4 separate regions of the Mus musculus genome follow, and all the other regions are linked to region 1. A link is a contact called in public ChIA-PET and promoter capture Hi-C data. All regions are on one chromosome and are shown on one strand. The core of a region is the stretch at or near the end of the contact, and the rest is flanking DNA. Distances in the headings are between cores, read along the strand shown.

Evidence for each region. Promoter capture Hi-C pulls out the DNA fragments that hold promoters and counts their contacts. ChIA-PET counts read pairs in DNA pulled down with a chosen protein or histone mark.
Region 2: a contact with region 1 is called in a promoter capture Hi-C map of pre-B cells, with 6 times the contacts expected there. The contact joins the promoter of Cdk10 here to the promoter of Zfpm1 in region 1. A contact is called at or near these places in 4 of 39 promoter capture datasets (the C10 cell line, embryonic stem cells, liver and 1 more), 3 of 484 Hi-C or Micro-C datasets (B cells, CD4 T cells and embryonic stem cells), 7 of 115 datasets of contacts at active chromatin or transcription factors (T-cell acute lymphoblastic leukemia, embryonic stem cells, large pre-B cells and 4 more) and 2 of 9 other capture datasets (adipose tissue and embryonic stem cells).
Region 3: an RNA polymerase II ChIA-PET map of memory CD8 T cells shows a contact between it and region 1, with 32 read pairs. The contact joins the promoter of 2810013P06Rik here to the promoter of Zfpm1 in region 1. A contact is called at or near these places in 3 of 39 promoter capture datasets (fetal liver, liver and pre-B cells), 1 of 484 Hi-C or Micro-C datasets (regulatory T cells), 2 of 115 datasets of contacts at active chromatin or transcription factors (memory CD8 T cells and pancreatic cancer cells) and 1 of 9 other capture datasets (liver).
Region 4: a contact with region 1 is called in a promoter capture Hi-C map of stem cell-derived epiblast-like cells, with 6 times the contacts expected there. The contact joins the promoter of Cdh15 here to the promoter of Zfpm1 in region 1. A contact is called at or near these places in 3 of 39 promoter capture datasets (embryonic stem cells, pre-B cells and stem cell-derived epiblast-like cells), 1 of 15 datasets of contacts at CTCF or cohesin (embryonic stem cells), 7 of 484 Hi-C or Micro-C datasets (B cells, the G1E-ER4 cell line, cerebellum and 1 more), 3 of 115 datasets of contacts at active chromatin or transcription factors (T-cell acute lymphoblastic leukemia, embryonic stem cells and pancreatic cancer cells) and 1 of 9 other capture datasets (macrophages).

Annotation. Positions count from the first base shown.
Region 1 is chr8:122,280,729-122,283,728 of GRCm38.p6, forward strand. Zfpm1 (zinc finger protein, multitype 1) reads left to right here and starts at 1,413. Exons shown (of 10, transcript NM_009569.4): 1 at 1,413-1,794. The coding sequence starts at 1,755. The region is part of intron 1 of Gm39269 (a long non-coding RNA gene); the gene reads right to left. RefSeq lists an enhancer at 2,027-2,270.
Region 2 is chr8:123,223,316-123,226,315 of GRCm38.p6, forward strand. It overlaps Cdk10 (cyclin-dependent kinase 10), which reads left to right and starts at 1,526. Exons shown (of 13, transcript NM_194446.2): 1 at 1,526-1,653. The coding sequence starts at 1,567.
Region 3 is chr8:123,041,059-123,044,058 of GRCm38.p6, forward strand. 2810013P06Rik (RIKEN cDNA 2810013P06 gene) reads left to right here and starts at 1,517. Exons shown (of 1, transcript NR_045268.1): 1 at 1,517-3,000. It overlaps Ankrd11 (ankyrin repeat domain 11), which reads right to left and starts at 1,226. Exons shown (of 13, transcript NM_001081379.2): 1 at 891-1,226.
Region 4 is chr8:122,846,853-122,849,852 of GRCm38.p6, forward strand. It overlaps Cdh15 (cadherin 15), which reads left to right and starts at 1,522. Exons shown (of 14, transcript NM_007662.2): 1 at 1,522-1,677. The coding sequence starts at 1,636.

The DNA.
Region 1 (3,000 bases), core at 163-2,662:
TGGGGGAATGGGGGAACACCTCCTTGGCAGATGTTCACTGTGGCATCGGCTGCGGTTAAACAAGGCCAGCTGACCTCTGGCTCCTCCCGGATTTCCGGGCAGGTCTGAGTTCAAGAAGGAAAAACCTGAGGTTCCCTCCCCTCCCCTCCAATTAGGCATAAGACTGAACCACTTGAGGCTACCCACAGTCATCGGAAGCTGCAAATCTCATACTGAAGCTTCCTTCTGGATCAGAGTCTCTGTCAACTTTCAAAGTCCAGCAAAAATTTAGTGTCCAGGCCTCGGGCATCCAGACCCCACTGCTGGCTCCCTGAAAGGCACAGCTTCAAGGGGCAGCACAACTTAAGCCATGGGGGCGGAGCTCCAGAGCGGAGGGGCAGGGCCAGACAAGCTAGGGGCCTGTGCCGCGGGGCTGCTGCACAGGTCTCCAAGGGGCAGAACAGGTCTCCAAGTCCTAAATAGGCCTGCGGACATAACCTCAGGAAACTACAACTAACTAAGAAGGCTAGAGGTCTATCTAGAAACGAGGGTGGGAATTCGGGACAAGGCCGGCGCGACCTGGGGCCAGCCCAGGGGCCAGCCCGGAGGAGGTGAGGACAAAGCTGAGGATTGGACAGACGTGGGCAAGGCCTGTGTTGGGGGCGGGGAAGGACCAGGCCTGTGCGAAGGACTACGGAGCAGAGGCGGGGCCAGGGAGAAGGCGGGCCTACGGAGGCGTGGCGAAGGCAAAGAAGGAGGAGACGTGGGCGGAGCCAGCACCTGGAAGGGCGGGTTGTGGGCGTGGCCAGCAGGGTGGCAAGGAATACAGGGGCGGAGCCCGTGGGAAGGACTAGTAAAGGGGCGGGATCAGTTTGAGGACAGCTGAGGCTGTGCTCTTGTGAGGAGGACGAGCAAAGGGAGTCAACAAGAGAGTGTAGCTGAGGAGCAGGGTCACTGTGAGGGCGGGGCAGGGGCAGGGACAACGTGGGGAGGACAACTGATAGGCGGGATCAGGGTAATAAGGTTGCTGAGGGACAGGGTCGACGAAAGGAGGACGGCTGAGGAGCGGGGGTCAATGTGAGGAGGACGGCTGAGGGGCGGGGTCAACGCGAGGAGGGACGGCCGAAGGGCGGGACCAATGTGGGAAGAATCGGCTGAAGGGCGGGGTCAGCGCGAGGAGCACAGATGAGGGGTGGAGCCAGCGCGAGGACAGAAGGCCCGGCCCAGGCTGGGTGAGTACGCGGAAGTCGGTGCAAGCAGAGAAAAGACGAGCGCTAGTTTGGGGCGGGGCCAGTGGGAAGGACGGCCTGAGGGCGGGGTCAGCACGGGTGGGAAGGCGCTACCGCGGAGGACGGTCCGGGGCGTGGCGAGAGGCGGGGCCCGCCGCCAGCTACGCGAAGGCCCCGCCCGCCTGGCCAGCCTGCGGGGAGCGCCCTGGCGGCGGCCGCCGGTTCGCCGCTCGCGGCTCGCAGGTTCCATTGAGAAAAGCTGAGCGGCGGCGGCGGCGGCGTCTGCGCCGGAGCAGAGAAGCCGCCACCAGCCCGCCGCCCGCCGGGCAGTCCGCGCGCCCGAGCGCAGGGCCGTGGCCTCGGGCCTCCGCGGCGGCGCCGGCGGCCCACGCGCGGCGCGGCGGGCTGGGGGCGCGGGCCGAGGCAGCCGTGGAGCCCGCGGGCCGGGGGCATGAGCCGCCCCGCTACCCCGCCGCGCCCCTGCCGCCCGCCGCCGCCCGCCAGGGGCTAGAGGCGGCCGCCGCGAGGGCGCGCGGCGCCGGAGACATGTCCAGGAGGAAACAGAGCAATCCCCGGCAGATCAAGCGTGAGTCAAACTTTGCCCGTGGTGCCCGCCAGACCCCCGCTGGCGCCCCGCCGCCCCGCGCCGCCCCTGCGCGGCCGCCCAACCCCGCTGCGCCCGCGACCTTCACCCCGCGCCGCGCCCCCCGCGCCGAGTGCCAAGCGCGCCGTAATCTAATCTCTGCCGGCGGGCAGGGCCCCCGCGTCTCAGCATGGGCACCCAGGGGGTCCGGGCCCCAGAGAGGGTGGCGGGTCCCGAGAGCCGGAAGGAGAGTGTCTGGGGGCGCGGCTCCAGCAGAGCCGGGCCACCTCGCAGCCTGCACCTCCCCCGCATCCGAGATGGTGCGGCGATAGGGCGGCCCCGATCTGGGCTCAGATAAAGTTTAAAATATTCCATTCTGCAAGTCCCATCCTGATAAGATCGCTCTGTCGGGACGGGCTGAAATTGTGATCTTATCTGGCGTGCTTGACTCTCCCAGGCTTTGTATCTAGAGGCAGAAGGAGAAAGACCTGGGAGTAAGGGGGACTTGGGACTGCGGGGACCGGCCGGCGCCCACCGCAGCGCTTTGGCTGCAGAGCGACAAGGCAGCGGAATAGGTAGTGGAGGCTGCTCCAACCTAGGCATTTGGCACTGGCTGACCAAACCCCCTTTATCCGCTCCGGCTCTGGAGTTTTCGATCCGACCTCTGCCTGCTGGGGGACATGTGGAGATCCGACCCACCAACTGCCCCTAACAACGCTACACGAATGGATGCCCATGGGCACCGCTCTCTCCACCTCCATCCGAGGGGTTATCCTGAACCATCCAGGGACCTCAGGCACTCAAACGTTGTTCCCGAGTGAAGTTTCTCGCAGGTTCTCCCGTGGGCACTTTCCCGAGCAAGGCAGACCCTATAATCCTACATCATCCGTGCCCCCCTACAGTAAGACCCTCCTGGGCTCTTGGGGCTACCAGGTTGCGGGGCCTCTTGGCTGCTCTAGGAGCGAGTAAGCACACAGGAAGAGCTCCTCCCCACGCCACACCAATAATAACTTCGCGCCTCTCCCGGCAGGGCGCGGGGCTTCCTCCCCGGAGCTTCCCTTTGGCGAGAGCGACAGGTCATCTGGGCTGCCCAGGAGGTGACGGGAGGGGGGCTGGGCATCCGGCTTTCCAGCTCCAGACGCCTGAGCTACCTCCTCTGTCCACATCACACTGCCACCAGGACCAAGTGTGCATTTTAGCTTGTGAGAG
Region 2 (3,000 bases), core at 276-2,775, 940 kb after region 1:
CACTCGGGAGGCAGAGGCAGGCAGATTTCTGAGTTCAAGACCAGCCTGGTCTACAAAGTGAGTTCCAGGACAGCCAGGGCTACACAGAGAAACCCTGTCTCAAAAAAACAAAAACAAAAACAAAAGCAAAAGCAAAAAAAAAAAAAAAACTTTGTGTATGTAGTGCTAAGGAGTGAGCCTAGGACTTGACCCAATGCTAGGCAGGCGCTCCACCACTGAGCTACAATCCCAGCTGGAGTTCTGAAACAGGGATAGGGTCTCACATCCAATCCAGTCTGGATTAGAACTCAGTATATAGCCCAGGCCAGCCTTGAACATGCAGCCTCAACCTCTTGACTGCTGCAATTACAGGTGACAGTGTGCCCAGAGGAAAGCTGAATTCCAAAGTTAAAAAGAAATGTAAGATAGCAAACAATCCATTAGAAATCTTACAGTATTATTATTTATGACTTTTTTTTCTTTTTGGTTTTTTTCGAGACAGGGTTTCTCTGTATAGCCCTAGCTGTCCTGGAACTCACTTTGTAGACCAGGCTGGCCTCCAACTCAGAAATCTGCCTGCCTCTGCCTCTCAAGTGCTGAGATTAAAGGCGTGCGCCACCACGCCCGGCATGATTTATTGACACACTACTGAAAGCCTTTTAAGATAGGCTATGCACCCCATTCTAGCTTTGAACTCAGAATCTTCTGGCCTCAGTCTCCAGAGTGCTATGATTACAGGCATATGGCACTGTGTCCAAACACCAACTAATCTGCTTGCATTAACCTAAGTATAGTGCCCACATGGACCTGCACTCTGGCCATTTAGAAGCAGGAACATTCATCTTCCTAATCTATATAAACCCTCCACAGATGATCAGAGCCAATTGGTGTTCTGAGTTCATTACTCAGTACAAGAGCTAAGTGCAAGTCTTGCAGCACTAGCTCACCGATTAAGGGTGCAGAGCTCCAGACAGAAGGGACCAGGTTCAAATCCCAGCAGCCGGGCACTCTTATTGCCTGGCAAAACAAACAAACAAACAAAAAAAGCTGAGTGAGTGCAACCTCCAAGAACCACTTGGACTAGAGTTGCTCTCCAGTGGTCAGTACATTAATTATCTTCATTTTCTCGTGTACGCTGCCCGGGCTGTACAAGGTTTCCTTCCGTCTTGTCCTGGGCTAGTGATGGGGACGAGGTTGGCCTCGGGAATGACTGGGTTCCCACACATCCAGCTTTCGGAGAATGTACCCAACCACTATCAGAAAGCATAGCTCTCAGCAGTGGTGGTCTGGAAGGGCAGAAAGCACGGCTGATCGCTGGAATTGGTCTCACTTAAATGGCAAACAGGGAAGAGACGCATTTTCCTCCAGTTGATCAAAACCAATCTGAGTCTTCTGCAGGCTGGCCTACAGATGGTACTTTGAGCAGCTTTGTAGAAGTGTGTCTGCATCTAACGCTAAAAGACAACAGAGCCTCTGCGCTCCGAGCGGATTCCGTCCCCAAGTCCAGAACAAACCGGAAGTACGTCATGCGCCTGCGCCGAGGGGCGTTACGCCTGCGCGCTGGAAGAGGGCGGCAGCGGCTTGGGCATGGCAGAGGTGGACCTGGAGTCGGATCAGATCCGATTGAAGTGTATCCGTAAGGAAGGTTTCTTCACCGTGCCTCCAGAACACAGGGTGCGACGGGGTGCCACTCGTGCGGCGCTGAGTGGCAGGGCCAGACTGAAGCGCACCGGGGCGTTCCGTGTCGCGTTCAAGTTTGAGGTTCCAGCGTCGGAGGGGGAACGGCAGTCCCCGAGTTTGCCGCGGCGTGGGCAGAAATCGGCAGCCCAGAGGCTGGGGCGGGGTGGGACCGAGGACGAGCGACCAAGGGCGAGAAGAGTGGGAGGTTCCCGGTGGCACCTGCAGCCGCGGGGGTCTCACCTGGCGTTACCCACAGTCTTGTCTCTTTTGTGTGATGTGAAGGTGAACCTTAAGGGGCTCCGATTTCTGCTCCAGTAGACGTTTGGTGGGAAGAGGTTTTGCCGCAGCCCACGTATTTTTAACTTCTTGTTTATGCTTTGCGAGGCCAAGGCACATTAACTAAGAGCCTCAGAGCACAAGGCACGAGACAACACTTAACAACTAGTTAACTCAGAGCACTGCACTGGAAGCCGAGGTTGCGAAAGCCGTTCTTAAAGGGGGAGAAAATGCACGTGTGCAGTGGTCCCTTAAGTCAAAAATGTCAGAGTCCTGCGTGGTGGTCCACACTGGTAATCCCAGTCAGGGAGTTGAGGCAGGATGGTCACTCCACTTTGGAGGGGAGCCTGGGCTACAGAGTGAGACCTGGACTCAGAAATAAGCCGAGATATAAAATAGTGGAGACTTTGGAGAAAAGGAGTATTCTGTAAGAAGTTTGTAGAAGAGTTGACATTTGTTTTGGACCAGGAAGTGTTGCCAAAATTTGGGCAGATCTGACAAGGAATGGTATACCACACTCAGGTGGCAGCACAAAATCCTGGTGAATGGAATTTCGAAGTGAACAGGGATCCTCGAGGAGAGGGAGGGAGGGAGGGAGCTCAGAGTGGATCGTGGGGGCCATCAGGTATCAGAGTAACAGAACCCAGGGCAGGGCAGTTAAGAGTCGGGAAGCCAGCAGGGGGCTGGTGGAATAGAATCCTAAGCTTGCTCTGGTCCTTCTGTACCCAAGGAATGCTTAGCTAATGCACTTAGAAAGGCACCTCACACATGAAAAGTTGGCACTCCCTGTTGAAGGCCGGATTCTCCTGCACAGAGGTGTTTGTGCCCATGGCTTGTGGCCATTTGGTACTAGACAGCAGACATTTGGAACACTGGGTTGGAGGGGATACTTAGGCCATCTTCAGTATGCTTCAGTATTTCAAAGTGATTCCAGTGGTATCTGTCCCCTTCACTCATCAGAAAATTCCAAATACATGGTTGCTTTTCTGTTTGGTAAGCAAGATGCAAGCACGTTTCTCAGTGCCAGGTATGGGTGAGACTTGTCACTTGTGTGGTTAGCTTCCA
Region 3 (3,000 bases), core at 267-2,766, 760 kb after region 1:
TCCGTCTGTGAAGGGGCTAGATCCATGTGGCAGGGCCAACCCTGCACACACGTACACACACACACGGGCGCGCGCGCGCACACACACACACGCACACACACACACACACACACGCACACACACTCTCGCAGCTACCGCCTTGCCAGGGGATGATGAAATGAGGAACGGAAATTAACATTTCAGGCAACGTCTCACATTGTTCCTTGAGGCCAAAGGCTGCTCCTGCAGCCGTCGCCTACACCGCTTTCCTCCCACTCTCCCCCCCGAGTCCCGCCTTCCCCTCCCCCAGACGCCCCCCGCCGCCCCGCATTCCTGCCCCCACTCGGGCCTGCGCGCCTCCGCACCCCGCAGCTCCAGGTCCCCGGCTCGCCCGCCCCCTCCGGCTCGGCTCGCAGCCCGAGGGCCGCCTGCTCCCATTTCAAAACACGATAATAATAGGGACGCTGGGAATAACAACTACCACCAGCCCGGCGACGGAGCCCCTCCCGAGGGTCAGAGGTCGGCGCCCCGCGCCACTGAGGACCCCAGGGACTCCCGGGAGCCCGCCGTCGTCCTCACAGCGTCCCGGGACCCACTAACGCACCATCGACCCTCGCTCAAGGCCCGCCCTCGGTCCTCACGGCCGCCACAGCCCACCCCGGAGCCCTTCCTTAGCCTCTCTCGGCCGCCCGACCCCCGGGACGCCCCGAGGCCGGCCTCGGAGCCCGCCCTCGGCCCCTCATGGTCGCTCGCAGGACCCCCGCGGCCCACCGACCGGCCTCTCGCGGCGCACGGCCCGCCCCGGGGCACCCGCGGCGGCGGGCAGCGGAGGAGGCCTGCAGGCCGCAAGGCCGCAGGAACGCCCGACGCCCTCCCCGACCACCACCCCCCAGGTCCCCGGCGCCTCTCACCCGGCTCCGAGGGCGACGCGGCTCCGCGGCGGAACGGCGGCGGGGCGCGGGCGCTGCCCATGCAGCCCGCGGCCGCGTTTCCCGGGCCGCGCGGCCCGGGCGGGAAGGCGGCGTCGGCGCGCGGGCTGGAGGCTGCGGCGAGTGCGGGGCCGGCGGGATGCAAGCCCGCCCTCGGCGTGCAGGAGCTCACGCGGGGCCGCGGCGCTCGCGCGGACGCTACTGCGGGGGCGTCTGGCCGCGGACTCCGCCGCGGCGCCTCCCCGGCTGGGGCCCTCGGTCCATCGCGCTCTGTCGCGGGCGGCCTCTGGCTCCAGGACCCAGCGGTGGCTGCGGCGGGCGCCGGCCGCATGAGAGCCTCCCGCCCATTGGCTCGCCGTATCCGCCACCGCCATTGGCCCGCCCCGCAGAGCGGCAGGGGCCGCTTACGTCACGTCGGAGAGGAAATGCGATGCCGGGGTGAAAGGGCTCAGACGGCCCGACGGCTTCCGTAACAGGCACGGGGCGGCGCTAGGGAGACGTCCGGGAATGATTGGCATCCGTGCGTAGGAGACCCAGGCGGAGAAAGCCGCTGGATTGGCTGACCTCCCTGCCACGGGACACGACGATTGGCCCTACTCGGTGCCGGAAGTGATGAGGCCGCGGTCTGGAAACAAGGTTGTTGTCGAAGGAGCCAGAAGGTGGGAGCCGGCTTGTACCGGCTGGCCTTGCGCTGCGGACGCGAGGTCGTGTGTCGCCTGTGAGCCTGTGTGAGCTTCGAGAATGTGTGTCTCTAGCCGGCAGGAGGCTCTTGCAGGAGCAAAGGCAGCCGGGATGATGGCCGCGAAGGAGAAAGGCGGCCTCGGCCCCCACCCGCGATCCGGCTCTTTCCTGGAGGTGTTCCTGGACTGCGCTTCGCTCCGAGTCCCGTGAGCCACGTTAGCAACCGGGATGTGGTGAGCTCCAGACTCTGCCCGGAGGTTTCCTTAGACACCGCGCGCGCTTCAGCCGCCTCCCTTCCCCGGCTCCAGAACTTCACCGCGATGGTTCATGAAACAACAACAACAACAAAAAAAAAGGTTGACGAACCTCAGAGCTAGGCAGCAAAGTCGCATCGTCATGTGCCTGATTGTTTGAATTTACAGAACGCGGAAAAAGTTTAATGATGGTTTGCGTTAGTAGTGATTTGGTTTGCAAACGAGCTAAAAATTCGAATCCCAGCGCTGTAGTGACCGAGACAGGCGTATCCGGAGCTCAGAGTACATTGTTGTGAACATTTCGAGTTCAAGATTTGAGTTCCATGAAACCTTTGTCTCAGAAAAATGCATAAAGTAATTGTGACGAGTCTGATATGTTGGTATAGGCTTTTTATCCCGGTACTTAGGCAGAGGCAGGCTGGATCTCTGAGTTCCGGGCCAGCTAGGGCTACACAGTGAAAGCCAATTTCATAATATAATAAAATATAAAATAACAAGTAACCAGGGCTGGAGAGATGGCTCGGCGGCTAAGAGCACGTGCTGCCCTTCTCGGCACCCACCTCAGACAGCTTCACAGCCACCTTCAGAGGACTTGACATCTTCTGACTTTTCAGGAACTCACACCCGAGTAGAGTACTCACACATATAGACTACATATAAATCTTTTAAAGTAAATGGGACCTGGGGAGATGACCTGTCGGTCAAAAGCACTCACTGGCTGCTCTTCCAGAGGATCTGGGTTCGATTCCCGGCATCTGTAACTCCTGTTCTAGAAGATCTAACATTGTCTAGGGGCTCCCCAAACATGCACTAGTACACATACATATACACAGAAAAAAAATACGCTTCTGCACAGAAAAAAATCTACAAAAAAAAAGTTTTAAGTAGTCAAACTTCCAGCCTTGTCCTATTTAAAGAGCATCTGTGTATTTGTGAACCAGAAAAGCTAAGTGACTAAAATCAATATTTATACTTCTTTGTTTTGTTTTGTTTTTGACTTTTGGGGTTTTGTTTGTTTGTTTGAGACAAGTTTTCTCTGTGGAGCCCTGGCCTTCCTGGAAATAGTTCTGTAGAGGGTTTGGGTGTTTTGTTTTGTTTGTCTGTATAAACAAAGTCTTTACAGAGCACAGATTATGAAATCATGGGATTGCACATCC
Region 4 (3,000 bases), core at 272-2,771, 570 kb after region 1:
AAGGAAAGCATGCTCCAGGCAGGGCACCTCAAAGAGCATGGTGACCGTGGAGGAAAGGGGTGGACAAAGAGCACTTGGAGGTGAACTAACAGCTGTGCGTCAGAACGGCTGTTGGGGCAGAATGGGGGGAAAGGTGTTGTGGTGGACCAAGAGCCACCTGGACGTCTTCATCCAGGCTGATACAGATCTATTGGGGTCGGATCAGCATAGGGTCAGATGGGTGTGAGCGCAGGCAAGTTGGAAAGCCTCTAGCTTGTGGGTAGTTTAAAGCCACTGGACCAATGGAGGCCTGAGGGAGAGAGTGAGGAGGGAAAGCCCAACCAGCCTGGAGTCCCTGGCCACTGGGCCACACACTGCCTGGGGAAGGGGCTGGGAACTCTGGCTAAGCTGACGGGGTTCAGGAAACATGGGCACAAGCCTGGTGCAGCCTTTCTAGTCAGGGACTGGGACCTCAGTCATGTATGTAAATCAACCAAGTCTCTACCAATGCCCGCGGGATCTGTCCAGGACAGTGGAGTGGACCAGCAGGGACCAGGCACCCTCCCTTCGTGCCTGTCTTGGGCCTTGGATCCAGTAACGTCTCCTGCCTTCTTCAGTGCAAGCCAGAAGGATCACGCCCATGGCCGGCTGATGTCAGCGAGGGCCATCCAGAAGCTATCAGCAAAGAAGATATCCCACAAAATCATGGTGACTGCTGCATACATGTGGTGTGGCGGGAGATGCAGGGGGTAGGCAAAGGAGCTCTGGCCAAAGGCAGAGTGGCCCGTGGGGTGAGACCTGGGCCTGAACCCCTTAAGAATAAGCCACATGCCAGTCTTTCTTGCCCTTCACTCAGCCTTCAGGAGCCTCTGATGTGTTCTGGAAGAGCAAACCTGAACAGGCAATCCAAACGTGACCCCCAATCCTCCTGCTCCTTCCTCTGGGTTAGGGGCCACTTTGGGGTTTTTTGGTTTTGCTTTTTGTTTTTTGAGACAGTTTTTCTACATTGTCTGGGCTGGCCTAGAACTCACTATGTAGAGCAATCTGGCCTCTAACTCATAGGGATCTGCCTGCCTCTGGATTAATATTAAAGGTATGGGCTACTGTGCTTGGCTCCCTCCATTCTTCTACAAGCTTGGGTCTCTCTGGACAGCTGCCACAGGCCTCAGTCCCAGCCTACGGCATGCTGAGTTCTTCCCCAATGTCCACTCCCCGCCCCCCTACATGCTGTCACTCAGTCCAGGAGCCCCCTACAACACATGTGCTGACCTCAAAACTTTACAGAGCCTCCCTCAGGCACTGATCACATATGCTGTCACTCAGATCGCCCCCCCCCCCCCATCACTTTGCTCTGGCTCTGCCTTGCATCTTTCACACTACACTCTTGTGGCTGTCCAGGCCCACCTACATGTGCTGTCACTCATCTCTGATCCCGCCCATGACTCTGCCCCCCATGCAGTCACTCAGCCCTAGCCCTGCCCAGACCCCGCCCTGGCCCCGCCCCACCACACACGTGCAGTCCCTTGGCCTGCTCCCCAAGCACTTGCGCTGTCACTCAGCCCAATGCTCTCAGCGTGGGGGTAGAAGAAGCACCACCGCCCGTTCCACCGGCCGCCCAGTCGGCCACTTGTCCTCGGCTCTTCCGCCACTGCCTCAATGGGTTCTGCTCTGCTCCTCGCCCTCGGGCTGCTTGCCCAGGTAAGCTTGTAAGCCCTGTGGCATCCCTTCCTCTAGCTTTGGGATAGCTTTCCTGGGACCACTGGCCTGGAGTGTCTTTGGGGGAACCTGAGAGCTGCGGCCTGCAGTGTCCAGGGTGGGCCGCACTCTCTGAAGCATTGTAGGAAGGGGTGTCCTGTGTTTAGGGGCTTCCAGAGGGAGGGCGACTGACCTGCACATCAGTGAGCAAAATGGTTCAGGACTGGAAGCATCTCTGAGGCACGGGAACAGCCATTGGGCTGTCCCTTCAGTCTGGAAGCATATCACAGGTGCTCCCTGGAGCCTCCCAGAGCCTAAGGGTGGCCAGTCTTGAGAGGTCTTTCTATTCCAGAGCACGAGGCAGAGAGAAGGGGCAGAAAGCCACAGTGTCTGTAACACTTATGCCCCTGGTTGGTCTTGGTGGTGCCTGAGTCTCTACCCAGTGGTCCTAGAGGAGCTGCAACGCTTCCCTACAGGACCTAAGAATCCAGAGAAAATAACTCCAGGCCAGAGTAGCCCAACACACTCTCAGTTCACACTGCCTTTGACCTGACCGGGCCAGCGGCTGTGCCTGGATCCGCCTGGAGATGGAGTGATCTGTGGTCCCCAGATCAGTCAGTCTCTGGTACCCTGTCTTCTTAACATGGCACAAAGAAGGATGGGTAAAGCCCAGGTCCCCAGTTTTTCCTGCTGTTGGCAGTCCTCAGACTGGCTGCTGAATGGTCCTGGACTGGCCAGAACGGGAATGTGGATTCTGTGGTCCCTGCCAGGGTCCCTTTCCACAGAGATGTGCACTGAGGCTGTGGCCAGCCTCTGCGCCCAGAGGCAACAGGTGGCGAGCACAAAGAATTGCTGTGTGTGGAGAGAGGTCAACCAGCATTGCATGGGTGTGTGGTGGGGGGTCCGTCCCTTCCGGGAACACACTTCAGGACTTCCTTGGTTCCCTCAAATTCCCACAAAGCCTTGCAACTCTACTCAAGTTTCAGTTCTCGGCAGCTGACAGGAGCCTGGCCAGAGAGCCCCCCTTGCAGCTGGCCCTGGGTCATCAGCCCTACACTTCCAACCAGCAACACCCCAGCTTTGGGGGCCCACATTCCCTTACCTGGGCACATCTGCTAGGCTAGTTAAGACCCAACACAGAACCCCAGTCTTGTGCATAACGCCCTGACCCATCAGAGCCCCCTCCATACCCTGGGCTGGGATTTGCTCCCCACTGGCTACAGTAACAGCACCCCCAAGGCTGGAGGGTGGGTAGTGTTGGGTAGCATTCTTCTCCCCCTCCATCACCAAGCCCCCCCTCTCTGTTGCACTAGGGCAACTGCCCCC